Linked DNA regions of Hordeum vulgare: region 2 is linked to region 1. A link is a contact called in public Hi-C data. All regions are on one chromosome and are shown on one strand. The core of a region is the stretch at or near the end of the contact, and the rest is flanking DNA. Distances in the headings are between cores, read along the strand shown.

The links. Hi-C and Micro-C count contacts between places; a contact is called where the count stands out from the background.
Region 2: a contact with region 1 is called in a Hi-C map of leaf, with 3 times the contacts expected there. The contact joins the promoter of LOC123443255 here to the promoter of LOC123443253 in region 1. A contact is called at or near these places in 2 of 6 Hi-C or Micro-C datasets (both in leaf) and 1 of 1 datasets of contacts at active chromatin or transcription factors (embryo).

What each region holds. Positions count from the first base shown.
Region 1 is chr3H:134,900,279-134,906,451 of MorexV3_pseudomolecules_assembly, forward strand. It overlaps LOC123443253 (rac-like GTP-binding protein 1), which reads right to left and starts at 2,888. Exons shown (of 8, transcript XM_045119571.1): 1 at 2,643-2,888; 2 at 2,469-2,556; 3 at 2,276-2,385; 4 at 2,114-2,177; 5 at 1,913-1,977; 6 at 1,762-1,827; 7 at 1,454-1,560; 8 at 1,064-1,351. The coding sequence starts at 2,765. The coding sequence ends at 1,318. LOC123443252 reads left to right here. Exons shown (of 6, transcript XM_045119570.1): 5 at 1-117; 6 at 201-715. The coding sequence ends at 4.
Region 2 is chr3H:135,138,127-135,144,401 of MorexV3_pseudomolecules_assembly, forward strand. LOC123443255 (acyl-coenzyme A thioesterase 13-like) reads left to right here and starts at 2,573. Exons shown (of 3, transcript XM_045119575.1): 1 at 2,573-2,906; 2 at 3,028-3,168; 3 at 3,265-3,604. The coding sequence starts at 2,709. The coding sequence ends at 3,429. It overlaps LOC123443256 (acyl-coenzyme A thioesterase 13-like), which reads left to right and starts at 427. Exons shown (of 3, transcript XM_045119576.1): 1 at 427-830; 2 at 956-1,096; 3 at 2,201-2,473. The coding sequence starts at 624. The coding sequence ends at 2,359.

The DNA of each region.
Region 1 (6,173 bases), core at 1,638-4,137:
TTGAAGCAGACGGCGGTGTGCGTACATTTCCAAAACATTTAGAATAATACACTTCATCTTTATGGCGTCAAACGCTCAAATACTGGATCATGAAGGCTTTTCTCTATTGTTTGTAAGGTAAGCTCATTATTTCCATGTAAAAAAGATCACCATAGTGGAAATGAACAGTCATTTACTTTAGTCATTGATGTTGCATGCAGGCTCCTTAGTAAGATATGTATGCTCCCTTTTCTGGATGGAAAGATTACAGTTACCATGGGCTCTCAAATTGCAGCCTCCAGCTTATGTATGTAATGTAATAGGCCAAGATGAGATTATACCCTCCTGAGGTCATGACAAAGCGGATGAACTATCAACATATCTAGTTGTCTAGTCAAGAGAAAGTGTGTAAGCTTTTGATTTTTAGGGCTTGCCTATTGTGTGATTAACATTATTTTTGTTTACAAATGTTGTGACTGGTGCAAAGGCTGGTTAGTGGTGGTAATATCGGCAGATTACTTCTAGCTGCCAGGTGTTGTAAACTGTCGAATTGCAGTCGCTTACTTCTAAAGGATGGTTTGTCAGTGGTAATGTTGGCTGAATGGTTATAGGTGTAAGATGTTGTAAACTATTGCCGCCGTAGTTTTACTCCTAAGTCATGAAGGATGGTTCAGCCCAATATTTAAGTAGATTATACTTTGTCTGACTCATTAATCATACAATGCTCTTTGTTGCTTGTCCTGCTGGTGGTATTTTTCGGTGAAATTTGACACTGTTTTCAGCATTCATATCATTGATTTGGATATCATGTCGGTGAAATTTGACATAATTTCCATTGGTTTTGTCGAATAGAGTTACTCTAGGGGCGTCAGGAGGTTGTTTCCACTATTGTTCAAGTTGTGTTTTTCTCTTTACTTAGGTTGAGTTTGTACTAGAAAAGCTAAGTTGTGCTGGACTTGTTATTGTGTGTTGAAAAAAATAGCCACAGAAGTGATTTTTTTTATTTTGTTGAACAAAATGGTAAAATAGGCAAATAACTTGTTAGACAAACAAGATTATCTTGTTTGATCATATTACCCTGAGATTTTCAAGCCTGCCCAAGGAGTGGGAGATTTCAAATTTGATCATCCACAAGAGCATGTCTTATTACAGAGGCAAAACTTGATAAGTACCTATCTTACATCAACAAGGTGCTCCACCACAGTGCACGAGAGAACAAGAGTTCCTTCTAGCTTCTAACAATGAGATGCTTCTACCACCATTGTCTTCCCATTTGGAGAACAACCACGGGCCATCTGAGCATCGTGTCGAGGAAAGACTCCAGAATGTTCTTCTCGGCTACGCGAAACAAGAACTCCCACAGAAGTACTGCCTACAAAATGAAGCAGGGGCGTGAATGGAAATCAAGATGTTGAGGATTTTGTTGCGAATGAGTGGTGATTGTTTGAGAAAATAGCATAAACTTGAAGCCTACCTTACTGACCGACTAGAGCGTGTCCGAGTTTCCTTTCTGGCTACCTCCTTGTGCCTTTGAGGTTGAAGAACCGCCTTGATTGCGGTGTCGAAAACAGCCTTAATGTTCTGTCAACAATCATCAAGGGGGAAAAGAAAGAATATTTTTAGACATACTCCTCCATTTCAAAATAAGTGTCTCAACTTTGTACCAGCTCTAGTATAAAATCGTACTAAGCTTGAGACACTTATTTTGAGACGGATGAAGTATGTAGTACAACTCTTTGAAATCCCAAGGCTTTTACTGATTGGATGCACCAGAAGCCATACCCTTTGTGTCTTGGAGCTGCATTCTATGTATGCCACAGCACCTATTTGTCTCCTAAGATCCTCACCCTAAACATGTGTAAAGTTAATTTGGTAGTAGTATCATTTCAAATGCCAAGCTGATTGCTGCCATCTGAGTGTGAAAGGCATAAACCTGCTCAGTTGTTATGATGGAATCAGCTGCATGATCAGCAAGATAAGCTCTATCCTCCCGGAGATCTGCGCATTTGCACGGGAAATTGATCGCTCAAGAACAGCCAAAGATATGCATGCATTGCTGGATACACACCGACACCAGAATGTGTGGATTTGAATGGCATCCAACTAAATAAAGTGTAGAAGCTCAGGAGCATACCCAACTTGGTTCCAACAAGCAGTACAGGAATGCCGGGGGCGTACCGGCGAAGCTCCGGCATCCACTGCGCAGAACAAATTAATGGCAGGCCGTCAGTAATCACGATGCGCCTGCTCAGGAGAAGAGCAACAATGTGAGTGAGTGAGTGTAGTGTGAGTGTACCTTCTTGTGCACATTCTCATAGCTTGCTCTGCTGGTGAGGGAGAAGGAGAGGATGAAGACATCGGCTCCCCTGTAGCTCAGAGGCCTCAGCCTGCTGTAATCCTCCTGACCTGCAACCCAAGACGGACCACCATTACAGGAAGAAAAGCACTCCGCATCGGGGATGGGGAGTGGAGGAAGAAGAGAGGGAGACCTGCGGTGTCCCAGAGGCCGAGGTTGACGATGCTCCCGTCCACGGAGACATTGGCGCTGAAGTTGTCGAACACGGTGGGGATGTAGTCCTGCATCCACCCCCGCGTCAACAGGGGCAGCCATTTCGTGGAAACGAAACCAGATCAAGAGGAGAGGGAGAGGGGTGGTACTCAACGGTGGGGAACTTGTTGCAGGTGTAGCAGATGAGCATGCAGGTCTTGCCCACGGCGCCGTCGCCCACGGCCACGCACTTGATGAACCTGCTCACCGCCGTCGCCGCCCCCGCTCCGCCGCTCATGTCTCTCCTCTCCTCTCCTCTCCAGCCACACCCAGTCAGCCACAGCCTCTCCCTCCCTCTCTCTCTCTCTCTCTCTCTGTCACTGTCTCGAGTCTCTGTCCCTCGAGTGAGTCTGGATGCTTGTTGCTCCAGTGAAAGCACTGCTACTGCTACATAACATCAATGGGTGGGTCTCAAGGAGGACCTTTTTACTGCTACATTTGAACCCGGGCTGCCGTGCCAAGATTCTGCTTTTAATGGTAAACGAACTGCGGTGCACGTGGCCCCTCGCTCTAAGCGCGTCTCTGACTAATCATGATTTGTTTTCAGGTTTGGATCTCCTATCTTCTCCCATCACAATTTACTCCTTCCGTTTTTAAATGTAAGATTTTTTAGAGATTTTAATAAATGTATATAAACAAATTTTAAAGTGCAGGTTCATTTATTTTGCTACATACTCCTTCCGTCCTAAAATTCTAGTCTTAAATTTATCTAGATATAAATGCATCTAGTTATATTTTAATATTTAGATACATCTATTTCTAGATAAATTTAAGACAAGAATTTTAAGACGAAGAAAGTATGTAATCTATAGTAAAATTTATAAAAAATCTTATATTTAGAAACTGAGATAATAGAATGCACACACGCACACGTTCGAGCGGACAATCTGAACCACGCAATTGTGGCATGGAACATCCGGGAATGAATAACCTGTAACCCGGCGAAGCGAAACGCAATAAAAAATGAATTTGCTATTCCACATAGATATGAAATAGCTACCTCATATTTAATGTTTACATCGTTTGATTATTATGACATTAAGGAGGTGTTTGGCTAGGATTGGAAACGCAAACGTAAATGTAATGAGTTTGCAATATTAATGTAAACGGAATGGATAAAACTTGAAATTTGTTTAGTTACCTATGGTAGCATTGACTAATACAGGGCTGTCTCAAGAATTCATGGCGGTGAACATGGATAGGTAGGCCGGGAAGGCATGAACAACACTGGTTGGCCAGCGTTGGATATGGTGGTGGAGTACAAGGGCCCGGACAGTAAGAATGTGAGCGAGTGCCGGGGCTGTCGTCGCCGTTGGCCTCGGCAAGCGGTGACCTGCCTTCAAGGCTGAAGGCGGAGGTGAGGCGCCGCAGAAACGCTCAGGAGTGACGAGCCGGCGCCGATGCCACCATCGGTCGGACAAGACCATGACCGGCGCTGCAAGCACGTACAGGGTCTCCGGCTCGATGTAAAGCTGGCCGGTGGTCGAGAAGCTGTTCGGGGCTTTGACGGCCTCACCGTCGATCTGCTCCTCCAGCCAAATTCCGGCCATGACAACTGGTGTCCAGGAACAGGCCAAAGAGGAAACAAAAAGCATCGGTGAAGCTTCCTTGTCGTGCGTGAGGAACGAGGAAGGAGGCTACATAGCTCGTGCGATCGCATCGTGTGGAGAGGAGATGATTGTAGCATAATCTGTTACAACGGATTTCCAACGGTATCCGTTTTGTATTAGGCTGGGATTGGATACCATGTTATCGGATTACAGAGCAAAGGAAACAAACATGATTTAGCGGGACCTATTAACGTTGTAATCAGATTACATTACAGTAGTGCGAACCAAACACCTCCTAAGTTTCGTGTTTCGTTGCAAGCGTGGAGCTGGTTCCGTTGTTGGGCCCTGTGTCGTGATGAATGTTGCTATATTCGGTCTTGGGTTGCTGCGTCGACTTGTTTTTTTAAGGGTCGTGCTTTTGAGAACTTAAAATTAAAGAGTAAATTATGTTTTTGTTCACCTCTTATCTATTTGTGACAACTATTTTTTTATTTTTCATTTTCAACGTGATCTTTTGTGATGCTCACGTGTATACTTTAGCGTAGAGTCATTTTTTATTGTGATTTTTTATGCATGTTTACTGTTTCATTAATGAGAGAGTTGCATATTTATTTTTTATGCACAAACTTGTTTAACTATTGTACTTATATCCTCAATATGCAACTCGGTTCATTTGGTTGTTCATTCTCGACATACAATTGATCTCACCCACTTAATTGTCTCCATTTGCATGTCTACTTTCAACATACAAATCACTTGAGAGTTGTATATCCATTCACAACATATAACTTGCCTAACTCTAACCTAATTGCATGTACGTTTTTTGATATGCAATTTGTTCACCGCATTTGCATGTCCAACCTTGAAAAACAACTTATTCAATTGTGATCCGAGTTGTATGTCCTTCCTTGACATGCAACTTGTTCGACTCCAATCTACTTGCATGTTCATTTTTGACACGTAACTCATCTGACTAAGTTGCATATCCACCCTCAACATGTAACTTGTCCGACGGCCATTCCAGTTTCCAACCTAATTGCAAGTCTACAACTGACTTGCAACTGGACCATAGGTGTTGTTGTCGTTCAGGTTACAAGCCCATCCCCCAACCTACAACTAGGCCCTTATCTTTTATTTTTGTCCCAGTTGCAAGTCTCCCCTTCACTTGCAACTGGACCCATAATAGGTGTTGTCCCACTTGCAAGTCTGGACTTCGACTCGCGACTGGGCCCATAGGGTGTTGTTATCTTCCCAGTTTGCAAGCCCACCACTCGACTAACAATTTGGCTCTTAGAAGGTGTTTGGTTCGCACTATTGTAACGTAATCTGATTACAACACTAACATGCCCCGCTAAATTGTGTTTGTTTCCTTTTCTCTGCAATCCAATAACATGGTATCAAATCCAAGTCTAATACAAATCCGATACCATTGGAAATCCACTATAACACACTAGTGGAAAACATACCTTTCGTCCGGACTTTTAGTCCCGGTTGGGTTTGGGGCCAGGACTAATGTGAGCATTAGTCCCGGTTCCAACGGCTAGGAGAAGACTGGGCACGACGGACTTTAGTCCTGGTTGAAATGAGACCTTAGTCCCAGTTGGTTATACCAACCGGGACTAAAGGGGTTGCGACCGGCTAAGAGCCCATGCGAGCCTCTTTAGTCCCGGTTGGTATCACCAACCGGGAGTAAATATAGACCTTTAGTCTCGGTTCCAACTCCTAGGAGCGGGCTGGGGCATGGCCAACTTTAGTCCCAGTTGAAATGGGGACTAAATATAAACCTTTAGTCTCGGTTGGTGATACAAATCGGGATTAAAGTCTTACCTATATAAAGCTCTGCTTCTTCCTGCCCGAGTCCAAACTTCCTCTCCTTTCTATTTCATTCCACAAGCTCGAGTCCATCCTCCATTTTTTGCCAAGATTTGTCAAGTTGAAGGCACCCCGTCCATCCAAGTGTTTTAAAAGCTTAGCAACTTCATACTTTCATCTCACATTGCTAGTTTAGCTAGTTTCATGCTCTATAAATATAGTGATTTGTGATTTTTGGATCGAGAGTAATTATGTGAGAGTTTTATTTGACTTATATGAAATTT
Region 2 (6,275 bases), core at 1,323-3,822, 240 kb after region 1:
TAAATTTTGTTTTTTGTTGCAACCGTTGAAAAATTTGCTGCATGGCATCCAAATTTTGCTGCATAGGGAGAAAAATGTTGCATGCGGATCCAACGGTGCGGACAACGCGGGGTTGGTGGATCGTGCGGCCCGCGCGCGGCCGGTCGAAAATCTGGGTCGGCGCGCCATCACCCCCCAAATGGAAGGGTCTTGTTCGAGTTGAAGCGTATTTTGTACTCAACACAAGTGACACAAGACATGAGCAGCTCAATTCGTTTATCATCAAAACCCAATTTGAATTGGTATAGCTTTCGAAAAGACCCACATAACGCGTTCATAGGCCTTGTGTATATCTAGTTTGACTGCACAATTTCCGGATTTCCCTTTCTTCCTCTTTGTCTTTCAAAGACACTGAAATGTCCATTTAGAATGGTTCATTTCTTACTTGTTTTCTTTGAAGGATTGAGCTGACGAGCATGCACTTCTCACACCCTGGCTTCTCAGTTTAAACAAGTCAGAGGAGGCGAAAAGGAAGCAGACGCATCCCTGTCAAGTAGGAGTGGTAGCCTTTAGTCTGCCCGGTCATCGCGTCAAACCAAGTCGATCCCCGTCCACCGCGCACGCCGCGCCCGCACAGCGCGTGCATGGGCGACCCGGCGCCGCCCGCGTGGATGGCCGCCGCGGCCCGCAAGTGGCTCGAGGACGCCGGCGCCATCGGGGAGGACAGCCCCGGCGCCGGCGCCGCCCACGGCCGCAAGGCGTTCAACGCGCTGCCGCTGTTCGGCGTGCGCGTGTCCCTCGCCGAGCGCGGCCGCGCCGTCTGCTCGCTCCGCGTGCCCGCCCACCTCACGGTACGTCAGCTCCCCCTGCCTATCTCGAGCCCGCCAGCGCCGTGGCGCTCTGCGGGAGGTTCGTTTCTTCCTGTGACTGGTTCCCAATTCCAATTTGTGCTTGGGTTGGGCGCGTGCGCGTGCAGGACGCGGACGGGAACTGGCACGCGGGGGCTATCGCGGCGGCGGTGGACGACGTCTGCGCGGCGGCGATCATGTCGGTGGAGGGCATCATCAAGGTCTCCGTCCACTACGACATCTCCTACTTCGCGCCGGCCAAGCAGCATGTGCGTTCTATACTTACTATACTCTTGCTCTGTTCCTCCTCCAAATGCCAACATAAAATCGTTTATTGGTTGAACTGGGAATCAACGTCAGCGTTTGATTATTGCTATCGTTGTGTTGGTTGATCAGTTGCTGGGTAGCCCCTAGCCACTCTCGCAGGGAAAAAGAATGCTGTTCTGTAGCTGCGTGTACTGAATTTCATGTTGTATTTCTTACTACATTTATCAAAATAAATAAATAGGGTAATCTTGGTAGGCAAAGGACTAGAAAATACTTGGATTGGAGGGATGTTTATGCGTACCTCCATATTTTGACGACCTCCAGTGAAAAACAATTGACAAGCTGCGCAGATTTCAATAAGATAGGAAAAAAGGACAAGTATAGTGCGTCGGTTTATATGAGAATCTGCGGCATATACCACATGAATCAAGAAAGAAAACCGGCCTGCAAGGCAAAAGCTGTGTCGAATTCATTAATTTAAAATAAGAAAAAGCACAAGAATGCAGAGTGGCTTGGTTTATATGAGAACCTATGGCGAAAACCACGCAAAATAAGAAACAAGTGAAAAACCTGACTTGATTCCAAATGGAGCACCATCACCAAACACGCCATGATTAAAATATCCAGAGGTAAATTAATGCCTTGACACTATTGAGGCGGCGATTAGGCATGGTTTGTTCGGTAGATAGATCAAAGGATTGTCCAATTAGGTGAGCTTGATCTTTCCTGGAAAGCTGCTTTCTGAGCTCAAAGAATTTGGTTGATTATTCCTTCGGAACGTGCGTTTCGTAAATAAAGTTGGAGTGTCCACGCAAGACTCTTCAACCATTTCTTCTTCGAGTAGTCATCAGGCAAGAGACTCCAAGGCTGCACATTCAAGGGCAGCGGTTATGTCTTTGCCATTTTCGACCGCAGCCACTGGGAGCACATTCTGATTATAGCCCAGACAAAGCACTAACTTCCGGTCAGCGTATGCCGACACTTTTATTGCACATTCATAAGTCGTCAAGTCACTTACGATTTCAGCTGCATTTTGCATCCTCGCGTGCAAGTTTTATCAAAAACAAGGCTGAAGTAAAATAAGTTCTGCTGAAATGCTTTTCCAGGAGGAAGTAGAGATGGACGGGAGGGTGGTCGATCAGAAAGGGAGGATGACGGCGGTGACGACGGAGGTCCGGAAGAAGGAGTCCGGCGAGCTGGTGGCGATCGGCCGGCAGTGGATGACCACCTCCAGACCAAAGGGATATCAAGGAAGCAAGCTATGATACAACAACGATGAGGACACTATCTGTCCAAATTCATTGATTAACTGACAATGTTAAATGAGTGGAGATCACCTCCAGTCCAAAGGGATTTCAAGGAAGCTGCGTTGGGCATTTCGTCGGTTGACTTGAGTTTCAGAATACGCCTACATCGTGCATTATTGCTAGTCACTGTCATGGGGTTAATTAAGTCTAAGTCGAGCTGATCCCTCATCACTTCATCAACGCTGTTAATTAAGTAAGAACTCTTAGCTCCTACGGGTACAACAAGGCAAGCTCTAGGTGCCTAATGGTGTACTAGTTAGGAAGCGTCCAACCAAACCAAGCACACACGCAACACACAGTCACGCACATGGGCGAAGGGACGGCCGAGGCGCTGCGGCTCCGGCTGGCCGCCGTCGCGAGGAAGTGGCTGGAGGACCCGCGCGCGGACTACGCCGGCAACATCACCGACGCGGCCAGCCAAAAGGGCCACGCGCTCAACTCGCTGGTGCTGGCCGGCGCACGCATCTCCCTGTCCGAGCACGGCCGCATCGTCTGCTCGTTCCAGGTGCCGCCGCCGCTCACCGTACGTGCGCACAGCTCATGGCCAGTTGCTCGCGCGTCAAGCGCCTCTGTGGCTCTGTCCGGATTGGAGATCTCACGGCTCCTGCGTTGGGCGCGCGTTGCAGGACTCGGACGGGACGTGGCACGCGGGGGCGCTGGCGGCGGCGGTGGACAACATGTGCTCGGCGGTGGTCTTCACGGTGGTGGGCGCGCCCACGGCCACCGTCCACTATGGCTTGTCCTACTTCTCGCCAGTCGCGTGCAACGTATGTCCATCTCCTACTATGCATACTACATAATGATTGATGGCAAGCTGTTGTGACACCCGGCAAGCAAATTGAGACATGGCGAATCATGTGCAGGAGGAGGTTCAGTTGGACGGGCGGGTGGTGGGCCGGAAGGGGAAGCTGGCGGCCGCCGTGGTGCAGGTGCGGAAGATGGGATCCGGCGAGCTGGTGGCAGTAGGCAGGCAGTGGATGACTCCTGCGTGGCCAACGAAGAGTAACAAAAGTAGGAGCAAGCTCTGACACAAGTTAAAATTGTTGAAGCCCATCGACTAGGCATAGGCATAGATATAGATCCAATGTAACCCTTGTACTCACCTAATCCCGAGCCTGTCGAGCTCCCAGCGCCGGCCATCGATGCGTTGGAGTCGTCGGTGACGTGAAGGAAGGATGTAGACGAAGACGGTGTTTCCCGTGAGCACTGCGCTAACCCTAGATCGAAAGGGGTTATCGGTGGGGAGTCTGGCGGCGCGGTGAACCTCGTACCGTGCGCCCCGGCCCCCCCACCTCTTTATTTATAGCGCAGGTCACAGGGGCCCACCAACCATAACGGGTTGGGCGCCCCCGATCAGGGCACATGGATCAAGGACCCGGTGGGCCGTTGGGCCCACACGGGAGAGATCAACCTAACATTCTCCCCCTTGATCTCAACTTTTACTTTGACTTTATACTTTCTATTTGTTCCATCACATATAGGCGTGTAGAGCATGTCTCATCGTCACAGCTTAATTGCCGATAGAATCACACAGCTACAACACACCTTTTGTTTTGAAATAAATTCATTTACTTTTGGGCCTCTTATTATCCAGGAATCATAGGCTTTCCATCAAACCCATGCCGGCTAAGTGTTCATTGAACATACTGGGTGGTAAGCCTTTCGTTAGCGGATCCGCAAGCATATACTTCGTACTTATATGCTCGAGACTTATAGTTTGATGCTGGATTTTATCTTTCACAACATAATACTTTATATCTATTGTCTTGGCAGCATTGCTGGACTTGTTGTTGTGAGCATAGAATATGCGGGCAGGTTGTCGCAGTATATCTTTAGTGGCTTGTGGATACAATCTACCACTTTCAAGTCGGGTATAAATTTCTTTAGCCATATCACCTGCCCGGTGGCTTCAAAACATGCTATGAACTCTGCTTGCATCGTAGACGATGCAACTATGGTCTGTTTAGAGCTTTTCCATGAAATAGCTCCCCCTGCGAGAGTGAACACGTACCCAGACGTGGATTTTCTATCATCTCTATCTCCCGCAAAATCTGCGTCTGAGTACCCTTTTATCTCTAGGGAATCAGATCGCTTGTATGTCAGCATGATTTCCTTTGTGCCTTGCACATAACGCAAAGCTTTCTTTGCCATCTTCCAGTGCTCTTGGCCTGGATTTGCTTGATATCTACCGAGTACCCCGGTGATAAAAGCTAAGTCAGGGCGTGTGCACACTTGTGCATACTGTAAACTTCCAACAACCGAAGTATAGTTACTGTTTTCATTTCATCGAGCTCCTATTGATTCTTGGGACATTGATATTTCCCAAAACTATCGCCCTTGACTATGGGAGCAGGTGTGGATTTTCTCTTATGCATATTATACTTTTGGAGAACTTTCTCTAAATATGCTTTCTGTGAGAGTCCTAAGACTCCATTGTTCCTATCTCATTGAATTTCAATGCCCAAAACATATGAAGCATCACCAAGGTCTTTCATGTCGAAGTGTAAGGATAAAAACTTCTTTGCTTCTTGTAGTAGACCAATACCATTGCTTGCAAGCAAGATATCATCCACATACAAGATTAGGAAAATATATTTCCCATGTTTAAACTTAGCATAAATGCAATTATCCTCAACATTTTCTTGGAATCCTAATCTTTTAATGGTATCATTGAACTTGATGTACCACTGTCTAGAGGCTTGCCTTAGCCCATAAATGGATTTCTTTAGACGGCAACCTAGATCTTCCTTGCCTTCCATGATAAAACCCTTGGGTTGTTTCATGTAGACATCTTCTTCTAAATCACCATTTAGAAACGTCGTCTTTACATCCATTTGATGCAGCTCTAAATCAAAATGAGCAACTAGTGCCATTATGATTTTGAAGGAATCCTTACAAGAGACCGGAGAAAAGGTCTCATTGTAATCTATCCCTTCTCTTTGTGTAAATCCTTTTGCCACAAGTCACGCTTTATACTTATCTACATTCCCATTAGAGTCATACTTTGTTTTGTAGACCCATTTGCAGCCTACTGTCTTTGCTCCTTTAGGAATAATCTCTAAGTCCAAAACATGATTGGAACTCATCGATTTCATCTCATCTTCCATTGCCTCTATCCATTTTGATGAGTGAGGGCTTTTAATGGCGTCCTCATATGTGGTGGGATCACCTTCCATATGAGTCATTTTCGTGTTGTATACTTTATAATCAGTAGAAATAGCAGGTCTTCTTGTTCTATTAGACCTTCTAAGTGCCTCATTGTCAGGCACACTTTCTATTATTTCTTGATGTACTTCCAATTCATTGTCAACAACGGGTTCAGTCGGCTCCTGAAGGACAGGTTCCGGGTCTTCTCCCGCAGTTGTCATGGTTGGAGTTACAGCGGGTTGTGAGAAAAATGGCTCTTGAATCATCGGAATGGGTGCATACACCCTTTTCTCCTCAAGATCAATTTTCTGAGCTACCAGGCTCCCCCTCATCATCTCATCCTCTAAGAAGACAACATGTCTCGTTTCCACAAACTTTGTGTATCTGTCTGGACAGTAGAAACGAAAACATTTTGACCTATCACGGTAGCCAATGAAATGGCAACTCACTGTCTTCGGGTTTAACTTTCCAAGATTTGGATTAAACATTTTGGCCTCAGCAGGGCATCCCCACACTCTTAAGTGTTGTAGGGATGGCACTCTTCCTGTCCAGAGCTCGTGCGGTGTTTTGGGCACCGACTTGCTTGGGACTCTGTTGAGAATGTGAATGGCAGTTTTAAGCGCCTCCATCCACAATCCCAATGGTAGGTCTGAGTAGCTCATCATGTTGCGTACCATATCCATGAGAGTACGGTTACGCCTTTCATCTACTCCATTTTGTTGAGGCT